Linked DNA regions of Arachis hypogaea: region 2 is linked to region 1. Evidence: chromatin contacts called from public Hi-C data. All regions are on one chromosome and are shown on one strand. The core of a region is the stretch at or near the end of the contact, and the rest is flanking DNA. Distances in the headings are between cores, read along the strand shown.

Region 1 (6,554 bases), core at 2,928-5,427:
AAAGAAATAGCAATGACAAACCTCATCAGATGCCAAATGTAATCCAGACTTTAGCTGACTTGTCAGCCTATCAAAACTAGATTGTATTTGATAAATAGAGAAATATAAAGTAAAGTTGAATAGAGGTTGCACGTGCTGCAGAGGAAACACCTTCTGTTCCGGAATTATAGTGATTCCTCCCTTAAATTTTAGCACCTCAAAAAAGGAGGGTTTTCCAAACAAGGATGGAGTAAGTTGGAGGAACGATTGGCGGATAACCAAAGATTTAAATAATGCCCTAATCAAACTGAGGGTAGCTGAGGACATTTCAGAATATTTACGATCAGGATCAACTGCAAATACCACTTTTGTTGTGTTTGATCCTGGGAAGGAATCTAGAGACAAGATGACCACCTGGTTTCAAAATCATGAATAAAATTATTATGCAATATTACTAATATAATAAGTTCCTGAGAAAGAAAGAAAGAAAGAAAGGGTGATACTTTGGTAGAGGGAACTCCAATCTCTTCAAAAATGTCATTTGCAAGCTGCACGGTGTTTTCTTCTAACAAAGAAGCTGGCTTCTCAAGGAAAAATCTTGCAACAATATCATGCCCTGAAAAGATAAACAATATTATAAAGTTAAAAGAATTTGATTATCTATCTTAAATTAGTAAAATATTACATGCTGTACCTTAAAAATCACAGAACACACTGTAACACATAAGCCGAAGTGCATAGTAGCTTATTTATATAATTACAACAAGGTTCTTCAAATATCACAAAATTGAAAGGTGTCACAACGGCTCAACATAAAATGGTTGCATTGAGCTGCACGTCTCCCATAGTCTATATGAATTATCAATCATTTGAAATTCTGTCTTAGACATTACATATGTATTATTAGACTGTGTCACAGCTAGCAGTATGTCAAACTGCACAACCAGAATGAGCCCTACGACCTAGACTAGACCAGGAAGGAAAAAGAATATAATTCCATCTAGCTGTACGTTTTCTTGATGAAGACTATTAAATTCCAATCTGCAAGCAGCATGCTGAATAAATGAACAGATACAGCAATATTTATCAAAACAATAAGAAAGGAAGAAAAAGGGTCAATAAAAAATTAAAAGTAAAAGCCGTAAACAATGCAAAAGTGGACACTTGTAGTTGAGTTCTATTACAAACATATCTCCATAAAATTACATAAAGGAATCTTATATCCACGAGATTCACATCCATAAATAAAATTTAGAACTCTTTTCTCTGAGCCATACATTACTCTTTTCTTGGGAAGGGAATTACAAAAGGTATAAAGTAAAGAGAAATATAGTTAAGTTACTTGCATTGCTTGCATCTAGGGCAGTAGTTACAAATCAAAATTACATTTACCTTCTGAAAAATTTAAAACAAAATATATTACTGACACATACAGATACAAGTTACGTATCATCATGGCATTATTTCTCGTAATTATTTTACTTTACATGGTATTTTAATTACTCCATATTTAAACTTACTTTGGTAAAACTTTTACTTTTTAAAAGTTATAGCATCTATCTTTGGTAAATTAAATTAAAAATGACTTAATAAGCACAACCAATATTGGTAAAATAGCTTTTAAAATTTAAAAACATTATAATAGACATTAATGTAAGAATTAAATTTGGATATTAATTAATATATGAGGTTATATTAGACTTTTTAATTTTGATAAGCACAAGTCATCTTTAAAAAGCTCTACCTTAGGTGCTTTGAAAGGCATCTGCATCTTTTAAAAGCTGCAAATAAAAGCACATGTTCTTTTTCGTTTACTAAACGCAAATGAGGAGCTTGTGATTTTGAAAAGCACAAGCACTTCTTCAAAAAAACTTTACCAAATCAAGCCTTAATGTCTTATTGGTTCTGCATCACTGGCAGACATAAAAAAAATTCCTGAAAACAAATAGGTATTCATCAAGACATGAACTGAGTAAAGTTTTTCCTATTGAATATTTTAGGAAATAAACTTATTTAATTGCAATAATATCTCTGACAGCTTAGAACACTCGAAAGACCTCCACATCAATATGATATATAGTTGTGCAAGTGTATTCAAGTGGGACAGTGCACACCACAACAGTTATATTACCATTCGCTTTGCGGCTAAGTCTTAATCTGAATGTGCAAGACACGATTATCTGATTTTCTACATAAGGAATACTCTAAAGACACAAACAAAAACTAATATCAAAGATCAAACATAGCTGATAATTTGAAGGCCCCCAGAACATACAAATAAATAAATAAAATAATTGAGTTCAACTTATGGTCATGACATATATCACTAACCGAAAATATAACTTCCAATTTGGAATTCGAAAATTTGAGATAAGAGAAGAATTGAAGAGGATGGATGATAGGAAAAACAGTTAGAGCTAGTTAGTATACCCTATATTTTAGGAATGTAGGGTAGCCATAGGTGCTCTGGCAAGATATGCAGACTTAGCAAGCAGAAAGCTTCAAATATCAAGTTCTAAATTCAAAGAAAAAAAAAAGTCGTACTATACTATTTCCCAGATCGATCACAAATTATAGTAATGCATAAGATTGTGTCGCCCTAAAACTTGAAAAGCTTTGGTATTCATTGGTACTACTAATATAGAAAACTTATTCGGGAAAGTAAATGATTACAACTTATAATCGTGATAAAACTGACTAGTTTTCTAAGTGATTAAAAAAATATTAGTTATCAAACGCATTGTCCATGCTGTTCAAATTTCACTCTCAAGAGTTAAAGCAAAATTATCAAAATATCATAATAAGAGTAAAGCCTACTTGAGGCCGATTCCAGAATTAGCAATGTAGCCCCAAAAATAAAAATGGTAAGCCCTCGGGAATAAATCTTCAAAATTAAAAAAAAAAAACAAAAAGAAAGCTATTCCTAAAAATGCAAGCCCTCGGGAATAAATCTTCAACATTACTTAAAATAGATATCGGGAAAGTAATTCCCTTAATAGCTACCAAAAGAAAAGCTATTTCCTAAATTAATAAAACACGAGCAACATACAAATCCCTTCTTTTGCGTACAGTATCTAAACGGTTAAATCTAAATCTCTTTTATTAGAAATTAAAAAACAAAAATAACAATAAAAATAAATCAGCCAAGCCATCAACCCAATTCCAAATAACCTAACAAACAAAAATTATTCACATATGGTAACATTGATTCCACACCAGTGACGCAAGTAACATTAATTCATACACCAAATTGAGAATTAAACAAACTAAAAAAATAATAATTATCCAAATCAAACCCCATATTCCGCAACCCCAATCATTTTCTTTTTCCTGAAACAACACAATGACCTAGAATATAGGATTCCCAAAATCAAAATCACACTAATTTCCATTTTCGGAAAAAAGAAAAAGAAAAAATAACTGAACACACAAGCCGGACATAGATCCAAGCCAATGAAACAATGCCGCAGCCAAAAATCTTTAAAAAAAGAACAATAAAACCCATAGATGAATAGTAACCTTACCTTTATACTGTGAATGGGAAAGTGGATCCTTCTGATCTGAGAAGTTAGCGAACGGTGGCAAGAAGAATAGAGCCGACAGGAACACGGCGGCGGAGAAGAGCAAGACGAGAAGGCATCTGAGACTAAAAGAAAAGGAACCGCCGACAGCCACATTGGGCCTCGGATCTTCCGCGGCGGCGGCGCCGGGAGGCAAAGGTTGGTGGTGCTCTTCGTCGGACTTTCCCATTGGGAGCAATGCCGGTCAAGATCCATCCCCGGCTGAGTTTGGTGCACCCATTTAACAAACGAGAGTGACCAAAATAGAAGCTCTGTGATGAAATCTTTTCCCCCTTTTTCTTCTTTTCTTCTTTTTTCTTTTTCCACCTTAGAACAGAAAAAGTTATAAGGTAGTGTGTGTGGGTGAAATTTTTCTGGTTTATGAAATGCTGATGAGAATTGATGTCTTTTTATTTTTAGTTAGGGCTTCAGCTTCAAAGGAAGAGGCAGAGATGATGGGTAAAGGGTAGCTGTGTGTGAGAGAGAGAGAGAGAGAGAGTTAACTTGTGTAGCAAAAATGAGAACTACAGTCACCATACTAGTAGTACGACAGTGTGGTCGGGGTATATTTTTTTTCTTTATTTTAATTACTGCCATTTTTTATTTAGAAAATAAAATTCCTTTCAAATTTTGAAAGCGAAGTAAAGAGTAAAGACTAAAGCAGGGTTGGATGATGTAGCCTTGTCTACGGAAACAATTCAATTCATTAAATCAACCACGTGTCGATCACACAATTTTTTTAATGTAAATAAATTTTCCATTATTTTTTTTAAAAAAATAACAAATAAGTCCTTAACTTTTTTTTTAATTCACAAACATTTAAGTCTTTAAAAATTTAAAAATACATTTAAATCTCTCATTTTTTTTAAATTTGGATATATCGATCTTTTTGTTTACTTGGCCCAATAAAAAAATCAAACGTAGCTTTCATTGTACTGACGTGGTTACGGATATACACGTGAGAAAATTTTAAAATGGAACAAATTAGATCTAGAGATCGATATTAAAAATTTAACATTTTTTTTCAAACTAATTAAGGTGTGTATCATACTCTGATAATTTTTTGTCCCAAAATAGTGTGTAATATTCATTATTACCAATAAATTTAATATCTCATTCTTTATTTCTATTAATATATGTTCCGTGTCCTATACGAATAATATATAAAATATAGTAATTTTTATTAAATATTTTATAATTTAAAATTATTAAAAATAATTAGTATTTATCTTAACCGATTTAGATTGGTTGAGCGGTCATCTCACTTATCCGCTTAAGCAAGTATTGAGAGTTCAAATTATGTCTTGTGTGTAGCAATCTATTAACTAGCGACAAATTCTTAAAAAATGGAACATCAATACGTGGTGAAAGTCATTGGCCTGCCGAATTAAGAAATACCAAAGAAAAAAAATGGTATTTGTCTTTAAAGTAGAAAAGTTTTTCATTGGTAGTAATACTTATCAAGGTTTTGAAAATTGGACCAGACTGGCTGATTCACTCGGGTTAATAAAAAATCGATCTTCTAGCCGATTTGTAAGAATCGAGACTAATTAACTGTCTAATTAAATAATTAAATTGCCCAAATTAGGTTCTGAAAATTTAGAATGAGAATTAGGGAAATTAAATATGATTTTTGGACTCAATAGATTTTTCTGAGTCAAAAAATGTAATTTCTGCGAAAAACCGAGTAAAACCACGAATCGGCAGATGAAATGGCTGAATCGGTTCAAGTCTGTCCGGTACTATGCGAAAATAATTAAAAACAGTGGAAAACCTTAGAAAAATAATTAAAGTCGAAACTGGGCATTTATTTTAAAGGTTTAGGCCAAACGGAACAAAAATGCTAACGAGTTGGACCGGGCCCAAGTTGGGCCCAAGCCCAACATATAAATACAGTTAAATGAGCTTCATTCAGCTCATTCACCACCAAACACACACACACCACCTGAAAGGAAGAGGGGGAGAAGAGAGAAAAAGCACTATTCACATCTCACTTCAATTCGTCATATCTTGAGCTATGGTGCTCCGATTCGAGTGTCGTCGGTGGCTACACGAAGCTCTCGCCGAGCCCGTTAATTCTATTCTACTTGTGTAGGTATGATTTTGAATTTTTTCTTCCTTCCTGCTGCCCTAAGAATTTCGAGTTTGGTGGGTGTTGGTCTTGAGTAAAATTTGTGTTTTGGTTGTTTAGGTGCTAGTCATTAGTGAGAAAATGTTGGGTTCTATCCAAAATTTTAGTAAATAAGGTAAAGTTTCTCAAGAACCCTTGTAAATTGATTAATTGTGAGTTGATTAATTGTGAGTGTTAGGTTTTGATATATATGAAATGTATGATGTTAGTTTGAATATTGGAGCTTGTTGGAATTGCTTTGGATATTTGGTAGCATTTGGAGTGGAATTGGTGACTTGGTTGTAGTTGGAAGCTTGATTTGCATTCAATTTGGGTTTTTAGTGCATATTGAGAATCGGCCAAGGTATGGTTTTGGTTTTCTCTATGTAATATATAATATTTCTGGACACTTAGTCCAGTGACCCATAGGATAGGTTTGGATTGAATTGGTTGTTGAATTTGTTGAATGATGAATTATGATGAATTATCATGATTTGATGATTATGAGTATGTTGATGAATTATGATGTTGAAATTGATAAAAATAGTGTGGAAGTTTTAGATTGAGTTGGAATGAGATTGATTATGATGCTTGGTATTGATAGATTAATGATTGATGAATGTGATGGTTGAGAATGGGTGCTAGTGTGATATAATTGATATTTGAGTTTGAGAATTATATGATATGAGTAGTGGATTATGACACAAATGGTAAAATCTGATGTGGGATGGAGTTGAGGCGGTTTTGGTTTGGTTTTGGTTGTGAAATTAGAAAATTGAGAACCTTGTGAAATTTTGATAAAAACAGATTTTTGGTGAACTTTGACAGATCATAACTTGATCCTCAATTTTCAAAATTGGTTGAAATTTATTTTAAATTAAAGTTCATTGAAAAATCTTTAAATG
Region 2 (6,456 bases), core at 2,732-5,231, 190 kb before region 1:
CCGGTACACTTGCCGGTGAGTTTGTGTGGAATCGATTTTCCCTCATCAAGTTACAGAGGCAACCCAACCATGGTTAGTATTTTCTTTTTTTTCATTCTTTTTCTTTGTTTAAGAGGCTAAAGTCGTCGTCATCATTCTCTTCTTCTTCTTTCACCTCTTTAGCATACATATTTTTTCTCTTTTTTTTTGATTTATGAAAAAAAAAATATATTTCTGGGTTGAACGCCAGACGTTCAAAACACACGCCGGGTGTCTATGAATAATTAAAGCTACATGCCCGATGGTCATGATCACACGCCTGGTGCATGGGCTAGGCAGGATCCTCTGGGAGCACACATTTAAGGACACTAAGCCTCCTTAAGTAATGCCGAGTGTTTTCAATCCAGACATCCCTTTTAATTTAAAACCACATTGTTTATGGTTGATCTTATTCCTTTTTTCTTCATGCATGTATGCTTCTTTATATGCACGCACATTTATTACTAATCCTCTGTCAAACTCTAAGTTTGGTGTAAACCCTTAAATTTGGTGTTGGAAACACCATGGATCATAAATAACCTACACAAAAAATAGTAGTGATGACTGAATACTCTTGGGTAAACCCTCTCTACTGGTGGTTAGTTATTTCTTTCTCCTTTATTTCTGTTCATCCCTTCTGTTTTTAGTTTTCTTTTCATTGTTCTTCTCTTTTATTTACTTTCCTTTGTTTATTTCTTCCTTGCATATATTGCATGTTCTATCCTTTTCTCTATCTATCTTTTCTGTAAAAACTTCAAACTTAAATACTTGTTTCTCCAGTAACCATTTGATAGAGGATATCTTAATGAAAAAAAAGAAATTGAATCATAAAAATCAAAACAAACAGTGGAGGTGCTTAAGAATATGTGGTTGCACTTGAAGAATCTAAAATGTTTGAATGTTGAGGAAATAGAAAAAGAATCTTCAAGAACAGAAATTTAAAGAAGTATTATGAGATTTCGATCATCAATTCCTTGGAGTAGTGAAAAAAAAGTGAAAAGATCAAAGAAATCAAAAGTTATAAAGCTCTGAGCACCAATAATTAGGGTCTAGTTATATGCTTGTAATGTTTCTGTTTTAGGGATAGACTTGGACTAGTAAATTCGAAGGGTGCTTTATCACCCGATAACTTGGACCAACTGGACCGGGATTATCGATTGAAAGTTTACTTAAAGAGTTGCCTTAAAACAAAAGATCAAGAAGTCCAAAGAGGCTCTGGGCATCGATGTCTGGGTCAAAACCCGAGTTATGTGCTTGTGGTGCGGTTGTGTCAAGGAAATTTAGTGAAAAGTTAGAAGAAAAAAAGAAAAGCGTCCATTGTCTAATGGATAGGACAGAGGTCTTCTAAACCTTTGGTAGGCTTGGGTAATTAGATATGAAGGATGACATATAATTCGACCTAAGGACTACTTTTAAATCTTGTTAGGAACTAAATTAGTTTTTGTGCTTAACCTCTTTAATTAATTAACTGTTGACTAGATAATTATAGAGAAACTGAGGAACCAAGGAATTGGAAATCAGTTACAAAAGATTTGTCGTGAAAGATATTTGCATACTTCAAAATAAGTAAACAAGGTTTGGTTTTTCCAAGAGCACAAACATCTCTGAAGCTCTTGACTCTCACCAACATTGTCTTCTCTCAATCAACATCCAAGTTCACTATCTCTCAGGCACTCAAGCACTTAATATTCTAAGCAAGATACAGGTTTTGCCCTCATCAATCTAGGTTATTTTAATCTAATTAGGTATTTAATCTGATATTTGCTTGCTCAATCCTTTAATCCTCATGAGAAAGATATCCACTCACCATGGTATTACTTGAACGATCCGGTGCACTTGCCGGTATCCGTGAGCTTTAATTTTTGCTCACCAATCATCGACATTGGCAAAGTCACGTTTGGCGGCACTATTGCAGACTCGCTTCCTAGCCTTAATGTCCTAATGACCCAATGAGAACTTGGCCCTTAGTCCTAAAATCCCCCTCTTGACCCCTCGATCTTGGACAACTCAGCACAGATCGCTAATCGAGATTTGACTTCAAATACAAATCAAATCTTGCCTAATTTAAAAGGTCAAAGGAAGGAAAAAATGCATATATAAAGGGAGTCTTGGACTCCCTCCAAGTTATGACATACAAAATCCTAAAATCCTATCTCTAAGATCCATTCTAACTTGAGTGTCGGTGTGTCTTTCTAGGTCACCTCCTGCTCACTCCAAAAGCTGGAAGCCGTAAAGCTCGTCAACTTCGTTGGATTTTCCTATCGTTCTAAGTAACTCATGAACAACATGTCACGAGAGATAAGTTAGTTTAGAAAGATGAATTTTAAAATTTGAAAATGATAGTGGTATTGGCACAGCGTTTGCTCCCTCTGTCTCGGAGGATGTCCAAGAAGAGATAAACCTAATTGATCCTAGTTTTCATAAGGGCACGATCCTGCCTGGCTTTGGGATGATTCAACCTCCGCAGAACACTGTCTGAGGAAGTCCACTAAAGCGAAACAAGTGTGGTTACACCTTGTTAATAATCCTTTAATGAGTAATACTAGAATGTATATTTTACAATTGGATCAGAGTAAATCTTCAAAAAAATGAATATCTCTTTTTAAGGGCTTTGTGTTGGATTTGGTGTGATAGGAATAATGATCTTTTTAATATAGAGAAAACTTGGAGCAGATACAAAGTTGTGGTGCTTTCCCATCATATGGCTCACGATTTTTCCTTTTATCAAGCAAAGCTGAAATCTATCATGAGTACTAGCTTAATCTTATCTTGGGAACCTCCTCCTCTTTCTTCTTTCAAGGTAAACTGTGATTCAAGCCTCTTTCTAAATGCTTACAATACGAATTTTGGCTGTTTAGTTCAAGATAGCAATGGAAAGTGGGTGAAAGGTTGCACTGGAAGTCTGCCACTGATGAACATTTCTTGCTATGAATTGTTTGCAATTTGGTGTGGTCTGATTCTTGCTTGGGAGTATGGCTGTAAAGATGTGATTTGTAAAATGGATTGTCTTGAAATATATTGCTTGATTTCTCTAGGATCAGCCTCAAAAGATAGAGAAGGCAATGATTTACTTATGAAAATAAAAGAAATTCTTCATTGCAATTGGTTTGCAAAGAATTCTATCATTCAGCTACGCTAATGAAGCAGCTGATCACATGGCCAAGCATGTTGTAAGAAGCACAACCTCTTACAGTGAATGGCTCGAATCTTGGGAGAGTTTATATTTGACTATTTCTAGGGAGAAATCATAACCATTTAGCTTTTTTTTTTGTGTTATCTTTTTTTTTTTCCGTAGTCACAAGAAAAAATTACTAAAATCATATCGAAAAGTTCAAGTCATTGATAAAAAGAATTTCAAAAAATGTTAACGACAAATAAGCCCTCGAAGGATTTAAAAACGCGACAAAAAAAATTAAATATTAAATATATATGCTAAAAATAGACTTTAGAAATTAACTGTGATGTAAATTAATGCAATTATTATTAGAAGAATGAGAAATATTTATCTTTAAAATTTGATATATGTGAAATAAATTTTTTAAAATTTTTTTAGTGTGAATGACCATATTTTTTGAAAATTAAAAAAAAATTATAAATCAAATTTTCATTTAAATTATTGTGAACCTTCTAAATATTTATTTAGATATTATAAAAAAAATTCAAATAAAATAAATAAATTATTTATTAAATACAATAATTTTTTTATCACTTGTAAAAAATATAATATTTATTTATTATTTTTATTATATTTTTAAATTATTTAAAAATTATTTTATTAATAACATTTTTTAGGAATTTTTTGTTAACTACTAATCTTTCAAATTTCAAATTAATAATTAACCTAATTTTTATTTTTTTTTTATGACACCTCACAAAAGATAAGTTAGTTTAAAAGGATGAATTTTAAAATTTGGAAATTTAATTTTAAATAATAAAAATATATAACCATTGATGTGTCACAATTTGTTCTTTTCTTAGAGCATTTAGGAACTTTTTTTTTGGGAAAAAAGAAAAACGGAAAAAGCTAGGCCAAAAAAGAACGCGTCACCACGTGTCATTTATGTCCACTCTCTTCGATCCCATTGGCTGAGTGACAACATGAGAGATTTAGGAAGTTTGCGCGACTTTTCCATTGCTTAGTCACCAAGACTCACAAACAACTCGAGGCTTCGTAAAATATCGTCGAGTCGTTTATTCGTTTCCTCGTAGGAATTGACGGTTCCGTCATGGAAGGTCTAGCACTAGGAGAAGACCCACTTAGCGACTTCGATTGTGACGCCTTTCTTGAACAATTACTAGATCCTCACGTTGACGATATCTTCCATGAGAAGGAGGTTCCTTCTGCCGTAGCAGGTGGCGGTGTTTTATCAGAGATCGAGAACTTGTTGATGGCCGATGATGAAGACGACGGCGCTGTCATTCCCGCTACTCCGTCGTTGGAATCTGACTACGACAAGCTTCTTGCTGAAATACTCGTCGAGCCGCACGGTGACTCCGACGACGGTTCCACTCCTTCTATCGAAGATCCCGATAAGGTCAGGGCTGATGCAGCGGGCCCCAAGGAGGTTGGCATTGAACCCGTTTCGAAGAAGCTATTAAGGTAAAAGAAACAGAGAAGGAGGTTAAGAGTTCGTTTTATTCATTACTTTTGCTTTGGTTTTGTGGTGTTATGTTTTAAATTTTGTGACTTATTCTGGAGATTTAAACAATTTATTTTCTGATTTACATAATTTTGATGTTTGAAGGAGTCATTGTGTTTAAATTTTTTAAATAACTTTTCAATTATATGTTATAGTTGATAGTTGATATTAGGATTTAATACAGGAATGCAGTAACTAGTAAGTAGTGCCCTGTCTAAATTTAGAGGAACTCTTGTTGCTTTTTCTTCTGCATTGATAGTTATGAGAAAATCTTTTGCTATATTTTATTTCTTGGATATTATAGGATAATTTCTCGTTGTTTGAGCTAGTTTGATGTTTCTTTTTGGATATAATAAAAGTGTGTACATACATTGATGGTTTCTCCTTGAGCTTGAATATGGTGTTCAAAGTTTGGATTCTGAACAAGAACTAGGTAGGGCACTCTTATATAGAAGAACCAAGGATTGAAGATGGATAAAGAATGATGTCTTTAACACTTGAGGAAGAAGAAAAATATTGATGAGATCTGCTGGGGCTCTAGTTAGACCTTAATCAAATAAGGCTCCATTGTTGTTTCATTTGTTCTGTGATGCCTACGATGCTACCTTTTATGATGACTATGGTGTTGTAACTTGTAAAAGATAAAAGATTGTGTTCAATGTCTGCCTTTCAGGAAAATGAGGAACAGAGATGCTGCTGCGAGATCAAGAGAGAGGAAGACGAAGTATGTAAAGGACCTTGAGATGAAAAGTAGGTATTATGAAGGGGAATGCCGTAGACTGGGGCATTTGCTCCAGTGCTGCTATGCTGAGAACCATGCTTTGCGTCTTTGCTTACAGGCACGAGGTGCATTGAATGCTTCCATGACCAAGCAGGAGTCTGCTGTGCTCTTGTTGGGTAAGCCCTACAGTAACACATTGACTCAACCACTTTCTTAATGTTTGTTTTGTTTCGTGTGTTGTTATTCAATCATAGTCAGTAGCATCCTTGTTTTATTAAATTGGTTTCTTGATTTCAAACTCTGGGTGTTTGGATTGATTATTTCGTTGCTTTCCTGAATGAATCTTGTGCATATTCTTTACAATTTCATCTGTTTGATTTTGATATACAACCTTATTTCGAGTTGCCAAAGTTGTTTAGAATATATCGATTCTAACATTATAATAAATTTCCAGTGTGGATTGTTGGATCATTAAGGAATAGTAGCTTTCTTTTCCTTCAAGTTGAGAACTATGTTTATTGGGGATCTTATATAGTTTATGTGGTTTCTTAGTTGTTCGTATACCAGATCTTTCACATTGTCTTCAGATGTGTAAGCTTTATGGACTCATGGAGATTTTTATATTAAATGAAAGAATCCAAAATTACTTTTTGGCTTTGTTACAACACTAGTCTACTTCCTATTTCGAAAATGTAGATTCCAGTATTATACTGACATCAGTAGTATCAATTAAGAATCCAAAATACAGAACATGGTAAAATGAAGAAGGTACAATTAAGGGTTGTTTGTGAGTTTAGTTTGGAGGTAAAGGGAGGAGAAAGGGAGGCTTGTAGTAGAACTTATGTTCTACAAGCCCTCCATTTTCCCTTAGTTCCGCTCCAAAACTCATAAACAACCCTAAACAGAAAGGAATCTTGAGATTTCGGTAAAGAATCTGCAAGTCCCATCCATTATGTTGACCTAGTGAAGTTGGTATTAGATTCTTGTTTGTTATTTATTGAATAGATATTGATATTGACCATGTTCATGATCCAGAATCCCTGCTGTTGGGTTCCCTGCTGTTGTTCATGGGTGTCA

What was found. A called contact is a pair of places that touch in the nucleus more often than the background predicts.
Region 2: a contact with region 1 is called in a Hi-C map of leaf, with 2.0 times the contacts expected there. The contact joins the promoter of LOC112727401 here to the promoter of LOC112727400 in region 1. A contact is called at or near these places in 2 of 8 Hi-C or Micro-C datasets (both in leaf).

What each region holds. Positions count from the first base shown.
Region 1 is chr12:57,707,237-57,713,790 of arahy.Tifrunner.gnm2.J5K5, reverse strand. It overlaps LOC112727400, which reads right to left and starts at 4,177. Exons shown (of 5, transcript XM_025777137.3): 1 at 3,504-4,177; 2 at 483-595; 3 at 22-393. The coding sequence starts at 3,729.
Region 2 is chr12:57,895,746-57,902,201 of arahy.Tifrunner.gnm2.J5K5, reverse strand. LOC112727401 (bZIP transcription factor 50) reads left to right here and starts at 3,981. Exons shown (of 3, transcript XM_025777138.3): 1 at 3,981-4,618; 2 at 5,332-5,555; 3 at 6,415-6,456. The coding sequence starts at 4,245.